Regions from separate parts of the Zea mays genome. Here region 1 is linked to region 2. The links are chromatin contacts, called in public Hi-C maps. All regions are on one chromosome and are shown on one strand. The core of a region is the stretch at or near the end of the contact, and the rest is flanking DNA. Distances in the headings are between cores, read along the strand shown.

What was found. Hi-C and Micro-C count contacts between places; a contact is called where the count stands out from the background.
Region 1: a Hi-C map of bundle sheath shows a contact between it and region 2, with 1.7 times the contacts expected there. The contact joins the promoter of LOC100281479 here to the promoter of LOC103627183 in region 2. A contact is called at or near these places in 3 of 25 Hi-C or Micro-C datasets (bundle sheath, leaf and leaf mesophyll).

The regions. Positions count from the first base shown.
Region 1 is chr5:166,558,038-166,562,515 of Zm-B73-REFERENCE-NAM-5.0, reverse strand. LOC100281479 (protein binding protein) reads right to left here and starts at 1,691. Exons shown (of 1, transcript NM_001154397.3): 1 at 1-1,691. The coding sequence starts at 1,528.
Region 2 is chr5:166,388,207-166,393,138 of Zm-B73-REFERENCE-NAM-5.0, reverse strand. It overlaps LOC103627183 (leucine aminopeptidase 2, chloroplastic), which reads right to left and starts at 2,335. Exons shown (of 10, transcript XM_020538538.1): 1 at 1,996-2,335; 2 at 1,332-1,761; 3 at 1,063-1,257; 4 at 755-983; 5 at 563-689; 6 at 284-379; 7 at 95-172. The coding sequence starts at 2,070. It overlaps LOC100274506, which reads left to right and starts at 2,597. Exons shown (of 11, transcript NM_001360603.1): 1 at 2,597-2,783; 2 at 3,129-3,271; 3 at 3,474-3,527; 4 at 4,789-4,869. The coding sequence starts at 2,642.

The DNA of each region.
Region 1 (4,478 bases), core at 442-2,941, 170 kb before region 2:
AATTGTTCATGGCAAATATGCACTCCAGGGCAGCATCGTCATAGAGCTTAGATTTTTCCTCCAAATTGGCCTCCAGGTAAGATATCAGCTTCAGAAGACGCCTTCCAAAAGGGGTCATTCTCTCCAAGTGTTCCTGATCCTGATCATCAGAACTTCTGAAAGTATCATGATCACTGCTGTCATCGGCCAAGAGTGCATCAAGTGTCTCACTGTAAACAACCAGCAACCTCAAATAGTTCATGACATAGCGTGTCATTGGGTGGATCTCTCCAGCTGCCATCGCCCTCCTTGAGGTCTCCTGCTGTAACATCTTCCCAAACTCAAACAGGTTACCCCTCACGGCATCCCCAAGCCTATCAAGAATGGCTTGCACGTCACTGATCACGCCATCCCCAGAACTTCCTATGCACAAGTCCTTCATTTCAGGGATCACCTCTGCAAGTGCCTCATACATGTCAAGGATCCGAGGGACCTTCTCTGGCGAGCGGGGGCACACCGCCACGGCACCCCCAAAGCTAAGAATCTGCATAATGCATCCTTTGGTGGACTCAAGGAAGCACGCATCCATAAGTTCATCAGACGCATCGAGCACCTGGTCACAGAGGCGACGCTCACCAGCCAGCAGCACGCGCACGACCGTCTTGACCCCGTGCACCCACTTCTTCATCTTGTCGTTGAGCAGCTTCCACTCGATGCGTTGCACATCGTCGATGCTGAGGCGCTCGACGCCAAGCACGGAGAGGTACTCGTCGAGCAGGTCGCGGCGGATGCCACAGTAGGCGTCGGCGAGCTCGCGGGCGTATCCCGCGCGCGCCATCCGGTGGGCGATGGCGCGCAGGTCTTCGACGGCCTCGGGGCGCACGGGATCGAACACCTGGTCCTCAAAGGGGTTAGATCCGAGGGAGGCGCCGCGCGCGGTCTCCGGGCCGGCGGGGGTGGCGTCGAGGCTGTGCGGCGTGGCGGCGTCGAAGTCGGGGCAGGCGTCGAGGTCGTCCATGGACTCGAGCGAGAGGCGGCGGAGCGAGAAGAAGAGGCCCGTGGGGTCGATGGGGACGGCGTGGCGGACCATGAGGTGGCGCAGCTCCTCCTCGAGGCGCACCATGGCGAGCTGGACGGCGACGCCGGCCCGCGCGCCGCCGGGGCCGCCGCGCGCGAGGTGGTCGATGGCGACGTCCACGGCCGCGAGGTACTGCGCGATGTCGTCCTCGGGGGCCTCGAAGACGAGCGCGTCCGGGGTGGCGTCCCAGAGCTGGATGAGCTGGTCGGCGGCGTCGAAGGAGGCGGCGGCGGCGGAGATCTCGGAGGCGGAGGCGGCGGTAAGGTCGGGGGAGGGGAAGAGGTGGTCGTTGGTGATGGAGGAGAGGCGGTTGTCGAAGCCGGAGAGTATGCGGATCATGTCGTCAGCGGCGTTCTTGGAGGTGGCGAGGGACTTGACGATGTGCTGCGCTGCGGCCAGGACCTTGTCGCCGCCGGCGGAGGGCGACTCCAGCTCCTGCTGGGGCGGTGGCGGGGGCACCGACGACGACATCACCGTCGGTCCGCTCAGTCTCGAGGTCGGGTGGGGATTTTTGGAGCCCGAGGCGGAGGTGACTTGGGAGTTACGCCGTTGCCGCTGCCGGCCGGCTGCCGCTGCCTTTGTTTGACCGCTGCGTTGGGTCCCTGCGGAGTCTGGGGAGTGTGTGCGCGGTCGGCGCTGCGTCACCGGGAGGTCAAGTGTGTGTCAGTGCCATTTGTGTGACTCCATCTATTCCTCGGCAGTCGGCACTGCCAACCACACTGCTATCACCAGAATAGTACTTGTAAAAGAAGACGCTGTACTCTGGGCCGGCCGTGCCACTCCGACAGACGGTGCTCCGTTATTTTTAAACGAATTCCCTCGATAGCATAAATCATTTATACCGTCGCTATTCTAAAATAATTTATGCTTTCTCCGTCCAAAAAAAGTACGTAATATTAAAGGATTCAAATTTTATTATAAAATAATCATTATTTTCATTTCTCAATGCATAATTTTCTTCAGTCAACACATTTTTTTGTTCTAATGTAGCTATATCTCTATTTTCTGTCTCCCTAAATTTTCGCGACTAAACCTAAAACATCAACTGTTTTTAGACCAAATAAGCATAGCTTTTCTTGACACCATTCGAATTGTTCATTTCCCTTATATTTGAAATTTGCCTTTCCTTGCATTCCACTCCCACCAAAAATGCTGTTATGTTGTTTTAAAATAACTATGTTGCATCAATTATTGTAGAAAAATTCCTGAGTCTTGCCGACAAATAGAGTGTTGGAGGAAACTGAGGGTGTTTGGTTTTGAGGACTAAAGTTTAGTATGTGTCACATTAAACATTTAGATGTTAAATATAAGTATTCAATATAGTCTACTTAAATATAAGATGAAGAGTAAATAATAAGACAAAAAAATTTAAGCCTAATTAATAATCCATGATAGATGAAGACTAAATAATAAGATAAAAATTTAGCCTAATTAATAATCCATGATTAGCTATGTTTGTTGTAGCATTATGTTAACAAATCATGTACTAATTAGACTTATTACATCTCACTGGCCTCTGACTCGCCAGCCCCATCGTTGTGCCCCAACCGCGATGTCGCCTTTACCATCCCTCGTCGACAAGCGCTTCGAACCGCTGCCGCAAATCTCCATCGCCCTGGGCCTCTTCAAACGGTGGGGCAAGAACAACCGAGGGGAGGAGAAGGCGTCGTCGCTGGCGATGCATGGTTGAACAGCCGAGAGATAGGAGAGGAGGCGATTCGGATTCATAGTTTAGTTTTATAAGGCGATCTGGATTCCAAGTTTATTTTTATATTGGTTATTGGTAAATAGTTTGTGAGATATTAAGGTCGATGATAAAATATATATTGCTTGGCTAATATTTTATCAAATATTTATGTGTCGTCAACGTACGGGTACTATACCAGTAGAGTTTTAAAGACAAAAAAATCACCAATGTTTGTTCATTAGATTATAATACACAAGATAACATATGCATGTCCGGGCTTTCAGTATAGGATAATACTTTATGTCTTGCGTGGTGGATTTGCTCTCTTTTTATGTCGACAGTTACACGGTAGATGCAGACAATATATCTCTATCGAAAAAGGAAAAGAAATAAAAACCATGATTATATGTCTTGCTCACGTCTCCCTTCTCTCACCGGTAAGGCAAGAATCGACTTACGATTTGATAAAAAAAATCTCTTCCACCAGTTCATAATCCCAGCCTCCAGAGATAGGATCTATGAGCTCAAATACATGTGCAACCGAGCTGGTACCTCATGGTGGGATTGGACCCATTGAGAGCTTGTTTGTGAGTAAGATGATTCAATGAAATTGGAGAGACTAAAATTGTTTTTATTTAAAATTAAATAGTAAGTCAATTTTAGCCCTCTAATCCTCTTTATTTTCTTTGCTGCGAAAGGGCCTCTAGCTGAGTTGGTTAGGTGGTCTGAGTAGCACTCCTCAGGTCCTGGGTTCGACTCTCCGTGGGAGCGAATTTCAGGCTGTGGTTAAAAAATCCCCTCGTCTGTCCCATGTCAAAGCACAGGTCTAAAGCTCAGCCCCAGTCATGGTCGTTGTCACATGGGCTTTCGATGCCGCTGTGTATGGGTGAGGCAGGGGTTCAGTGGTTTTCTCGACATGTGTGAGAAGGTCTTCTTCTTAATATAATGCTCGGGGGCTGTCTTACTTTTCGCAGGTCGAGTTTTTTTTCTTTGCTGCCAAATATATCCTGAGAAATCCCTAGATAGCCAAGGACCCTTCCAAACATTTAAAATACTAGTGTATTGCCGCACGCCCTGCGCGCGGTGTTAAATCCGTTTATGTGATCTTAATTTATACATAAATAAGAAACAAAGAATGTACTATCCACTTATTGCTTCTTCCAACGACTCATCATCGATAAATCTCGTCATGTGCCTTTAGAGTGATGCTAGATGCCAGCAAATATCAAATATTGGTCCTATATCAATTTCACAGTTACTATGATAACATACCTTGTCAGAAAGTGGGCAACTTAAAGGTCTTCCTTCTACCTTTTGAGCTATACAAAATGGAAAGTTTCATGTGCATGATGAGTACGGATGTGATAATGGAAGACTAAGAATAAAGTCTAGGTGGTGTTTACTTTTTTGCATGGACATTTAAACTAATGGAAACCTATTACTATTGCATATGTGCTTGAAACAGGAACACATGCTAGTAATTAATAGTTTTGGTATGCACCTGTTGCCACCAAGCACCCAGCTCAGCATCACAGACATTTCATACTTGATGAAAAATCTACCACCAACTCTTCCAGGTTGTGGTATCCACAACTTTGACGGAAACTATAGGTAAACAATTTTAGTATGCAGTTAAAGTAGTTTCAGTATAGAGTTCTTTAGTAATGTGCTGGGGAAAAAGAAAATGATTAAAAGCTATAAAATGATGTTCATAATTGTTATCGGAACACGTTC
Region 2 (4,932 bases), core at 1,086-3,585:
ACGAATTCATCATATTTCCAGCGGCCTATCATATTTCAAATCCCACTCTATAAAAATTGCAGTATACACTGCTCAGTACGGTCTAAATGGTTACCTTGTCAACACCTTGGTTACAAGCATAGACCAAAGCGTCAGCCAGTGTAAGCCTCCCCTCCGCATCCGTGTTATCTACCTGAAGAAGCATGTGTGCTAACATATGAATACAAAGACAATGAACGCTACGAAATTAGCAGGACAATGACGGGTTCTGAAACGCGTTACTACTGCAAGAGAAAATATGTACCTCGATGGTCTTTCCATTGGAAGCAGTCACGATGTCGCCGGGTCTCATGCCTGAGCCACTGATCATATTTTCAGACGCGGCAGATATGAAGTGGACCTGTCAGTCACGAAGGGACCATTGAGACTGTATCAGAAAACACACTGAACCAGCTGATCCATCGACACATTCTCTATTCTAAGACAAGCAAAAAAAAAAAAACAGCCGCCTCCTATGAATCTTTCGCCGTTCACTTTCATTGATTGGTACTCGTACTAACTAGTAACTGAATCCCCCAAGTACCTCGACTCCAGGCGGCTTGATCTGTCCCAAAACCTCTGCTGCACCAAACACCGCCGCCGCGCCTCCCATGTCCTTTTTCATGAGCTCGATGGTGGCGACCGGTACGGCCTTGATGTTGTAGCCGCCGCTGGAGACGACAGAGGTGAATCGAGCATCCAAAAATCAAGTATTCGGTGTTGAAAGTATACGAACCTGTCAAATGTTATGCCTTTCCCAACAAGAGCCAGCTTCCTCCTGACGTCACCACCGCGGGGTTTGTAACACAGGTGGATAAAGTAAGGCGGGTTTGTCTCAGAGGCCGCTGCGACTGCCAGGTACGAGCCCATCTTCAGTTCCCTGCATTTCGCCGCATCTAGTATCGTGGCTGTGAACACGTCGCTGTACGTCGAAGCGATCTTCGCCGCCGCCTCCGCGAGAGCACCTGGAATGGAACGAATGATTTTTATAACAGAAGGACGAAGGAGAACCACTCCGTCAATTGATACGGCAAACCTACTGACCAGGGGTAAGGACATTGGCAGGAGAGTTCACAAGATCTCTCGCAAGCATGACCCCTGACGAAAGACGGTTAGCATGGCGAAGTTTCTGGTCCAGCTCCGGCCCAGATCCCAGCCCAATCAGGTCTACCTGTTTCAGATGCACCTTTTCCCACTCGGACTTGTATCTGTTGTCCTCGTACAGTCCAAGCACAGTTCCTGCAATATACAGTTCAAATTCAGATTCAATTCAATTAATCCGGCGAGCAAAGCATCACGAGGTACTACAGTACCAGAAGCAATTGCCGCGGCAGCATTCAGCCTGGACTCCGGTCGGACCACAGCGGGGTCGGCGACAAGGATGGCGGCGCTGGTGGCCCGAGCAGCCCTGGCAACTGACGCGACGGATTCGCCTAGGCCATGCAGGCACCCGGCGTCGCGGTCGCGGTCGCGGGCGGCGAAACCGACGAGAGCCACCCGCTTGAACCGCTGCCCCCGCACGCGGAGAACCACCGACTGCCCGGGCCTGCCGGCGAACTCCTCCTCTGCCGCCGCGGCCCGCAGGAGGCCGCCGAGCTGGACGTCGAGCCTCCTCAGGACGGCGTTCTCGAACTCGGAGCCCGAGACGTGGGGCTGCACCTGCACGTCCTTGTCCGTCACGGCGACCGCGAGTATGTCGCCGTCCCAGTCCGAGAATTCGCTGTCCTTAGCTGCAAAGCTGATCTGAGACAACAGACAACAGCGCGCGCGCGGGTTGAGCGGCGTGCGGTCGACGGTAGCACTAACACTGTCGCGGATGGCTTGTGCTAGCTAGGCGGATGATCGAATCGATTCCGCTTTCCACGTACGGGAATCCGAACCAAACCACTAGATGCATATATATAGGAATTGACAGGCCGATCCTGGTGAATCAAGGCATCGTATGTAGTTGGAGTAGAAACAAAACAGGCGGCGCACCTGAGGCAGTTCGACGGCGGCGTTGGGCCAGGTCAGGCCGAGAGTGGCGGCGGCGGCAGTAGCGGCGTCACCCATCGGAGACAACAGGAAATGTGCCGGCCGGAATGTGGGAGGCGTGCGTTGAACTGATAGCTAGCGTGGCGAGGACCCTTGGAATGCGAGAGCCGAGAGGGCGTGCGCTGAATTCCTGCTGCTCACTGTGGAGTGTGGACTTCACTCGCTAGAAGACGGGGACGAGGCTTTATAGAAAGGGTAAAAACGTTGTCAGGAGATAAATTTTCCATCTCCTGCCATGGCGGTGGCGGCTAATTCATTCATTGAACCTTGGGCGGGGCCCGCGATGACGGATGTTGCGGACTCTCGAACGGAGAACGGGCGAGGGCTTTGTGTATGTTGTAGTTGTAGTTGTAGCGTGTAGCCGTGTAGGCAACCGTTCTCACCCGTTTCCCTGATCTGCCATCCACCGTCGTGGCGTTCCGCCAGAAGCCATCCGTCGCCATCGGAGCTGCCAAAGCAAGCAGACTGCAGGCAGCCACACCAAACGTGCCAAACCCCCAACGCCATCCTCTATAAACGGCTTCCTCGCGGGCTCCCCCTCCCCCTCCCCGACTCCTCCCCATCGCCCATCGCCGCCCTCCGATCCTTCATGGCCGCTGCCACAGCCGCCGCCGCCGCGCTCGCCTCCCCGGCGGGCCTCTCCACATCGCTGGCGCGCCGCGGCCTCGTCAGCTTCGCACCCGCGCTCCGCCCCGGCCCTGACCGCAGCTCTCGCGCCGTCGCCCTCCTCGGTACGGCGTGCGGACCTCATCTCTAGAGTCATAGCAGTAGTTTGCTTTGATTTCGTGGGTTGTTAGGCTCTGCATCGTCGGGGAGCTGCTGGCGATTACTGTTAAAAGGATTCCACGGTATTTTGAACAGTGTATTGAAAATTAGAACAGGTTTAGTGATCCTGCTCTTGGTGATGGATGCTTCCCTCAACTTTCAGTGTAACTTGTGTGAAGAAAGCATGTATGATGGTGCCCTTGCCTAGTTATTCATAAGGAAACACTGTAGTTTGAACATTACATCATTTCAATTATCAACAAATAAACTAATTAATACTTTTTTTACTAAGTAATAATTTGTATTTACAGGTGTACGAACTCATGTCACGGCTGTTGATCAAGCCATTGTAAAAGGTGATACAAAGTTGGAAGGTCCTGTGGTTGTTGTTACTGGTGCTTCCAGGGGGATTGGAAAAGCCACTGCATTGGCTCTTGGAAAAGCAGGCTGCAAGGTTACAAGTTTAAGTAATCTGCTTATAAATATAGAGAAGTTTATCAAATGTGTATGCTTCTCTTAAACTCTGCACAAACCTCAAGCCCACAATGGCCATTGCTAGACCAAGCTGTTAGATTGTCAATTTAAATGGACCATTATGCATAGTGGATAAATGGTTTTATCATCAGAATAATATGAAAGCTGTATTTAAACTGCAGGTCTTGGTGAATTATGCTCGATCTTCAAAGGAGGCTGAAGAAGTCTCCAAGGAGGTAAGCTTCAATTGTGGCAAGTGGCCTCTTAAATAAAATACTTTGGTTTCCTCTTCTTTCTTCTTCTTGTTTTTTTTTTTTTTTGCGCTCATCAAGCAATGCCTGGAAGACAAGAGTTAAGCACAGAAAAAAGACTTAAAATCCAATGACAGGATGCTATGTTTAAATTAAATTTTGCTAGGCTGACATCTACATTAAACATATATTGTGACTGATAAATTAATTTCTCGATAAGTTTCTTTCCAATCCACTCAAAGTTTGCGGACTTCTATTGAAATATTTACTGCTTCTTCCTGAAGTATCCTTTATGTTTCTCTTAAAGAAAATCATTAAAAATCCATTAGGAAATAAATATATAAGATATAAGATTGTTGATTATACTAGTACCAACTTTAATATGACAAAAAACCAAAAAATACCTCATTGCTTATATTTTTTTTTCTCTTTTTGCATGGTAGGTTGTTCGTAAATACATGTGTATACGAGTTTACTTGATGATCAAGTATTAGTTTATTACCCACGACTCAAAAAAAGACCCCACCAATATAGCGGTCGCATTCCACTAAACATTGTTGATCCAACTGTCATTCTAAAAGTTATCCTTAGTTGCTCTTCCATCTCCAACACATTAAGATGATACTGTCATGTCGCATTTTATCAGGGAATTGTTATCCAATCCTGATGTCTGGCATTCTCTAAAGTCTAAACTGTAAATAACATTCCACCTCTAACATTAAGTGTCAAGATACATACATACTAATGGATGTAGTTTATGAGTTTTTGTCAAGTACCAAAACGGAATGTTTCATTGGTATGGGACTATGGGTCACATTTCAATATTTACTTATGTAATCAATGTTTCCCTTGGCAATCACCTAGCCCTGCCTAATCTCCAATCAGTTTCTAGCTGCTGGTCTGGCATTAGGACTAGTGCTAGGTACTAGGGGAACAATAAGGGCTACTAATGAAACAATTTTTTTCAGATGTCACAGTTGAACTATAGCCTGATATTCTTTGGTTGTTGGCAAGAAAAATACATTTAATGAACAATTTTCTCGAACACACAAGAGATCTGTGTAGCATCATATATTTATAAATAAACTATAACATGACGCCGCTGGTGTTTCAAGGGATTGTCAACGAATGTACTATTTCAACTGAGAACACACATGTTTTTTTGGGGAGCAGAACTTTTTCAGTCTAATTTTTGCACCAAACTATATTGAACTTAAACACGTAATATTATTTCCATATTTTACAGATTGAAGCATCTGGAGGCCAGGCCATTACCTTTGGAGGAGATGTTTCCAAAGAGGCTGATGTTGAATCTATGATAAAAGTGGTAGGCAAGTTGTGAGTGATTTTTTTAGTTACCAATTTGTTATTTCTTACATAAATTCTTCTC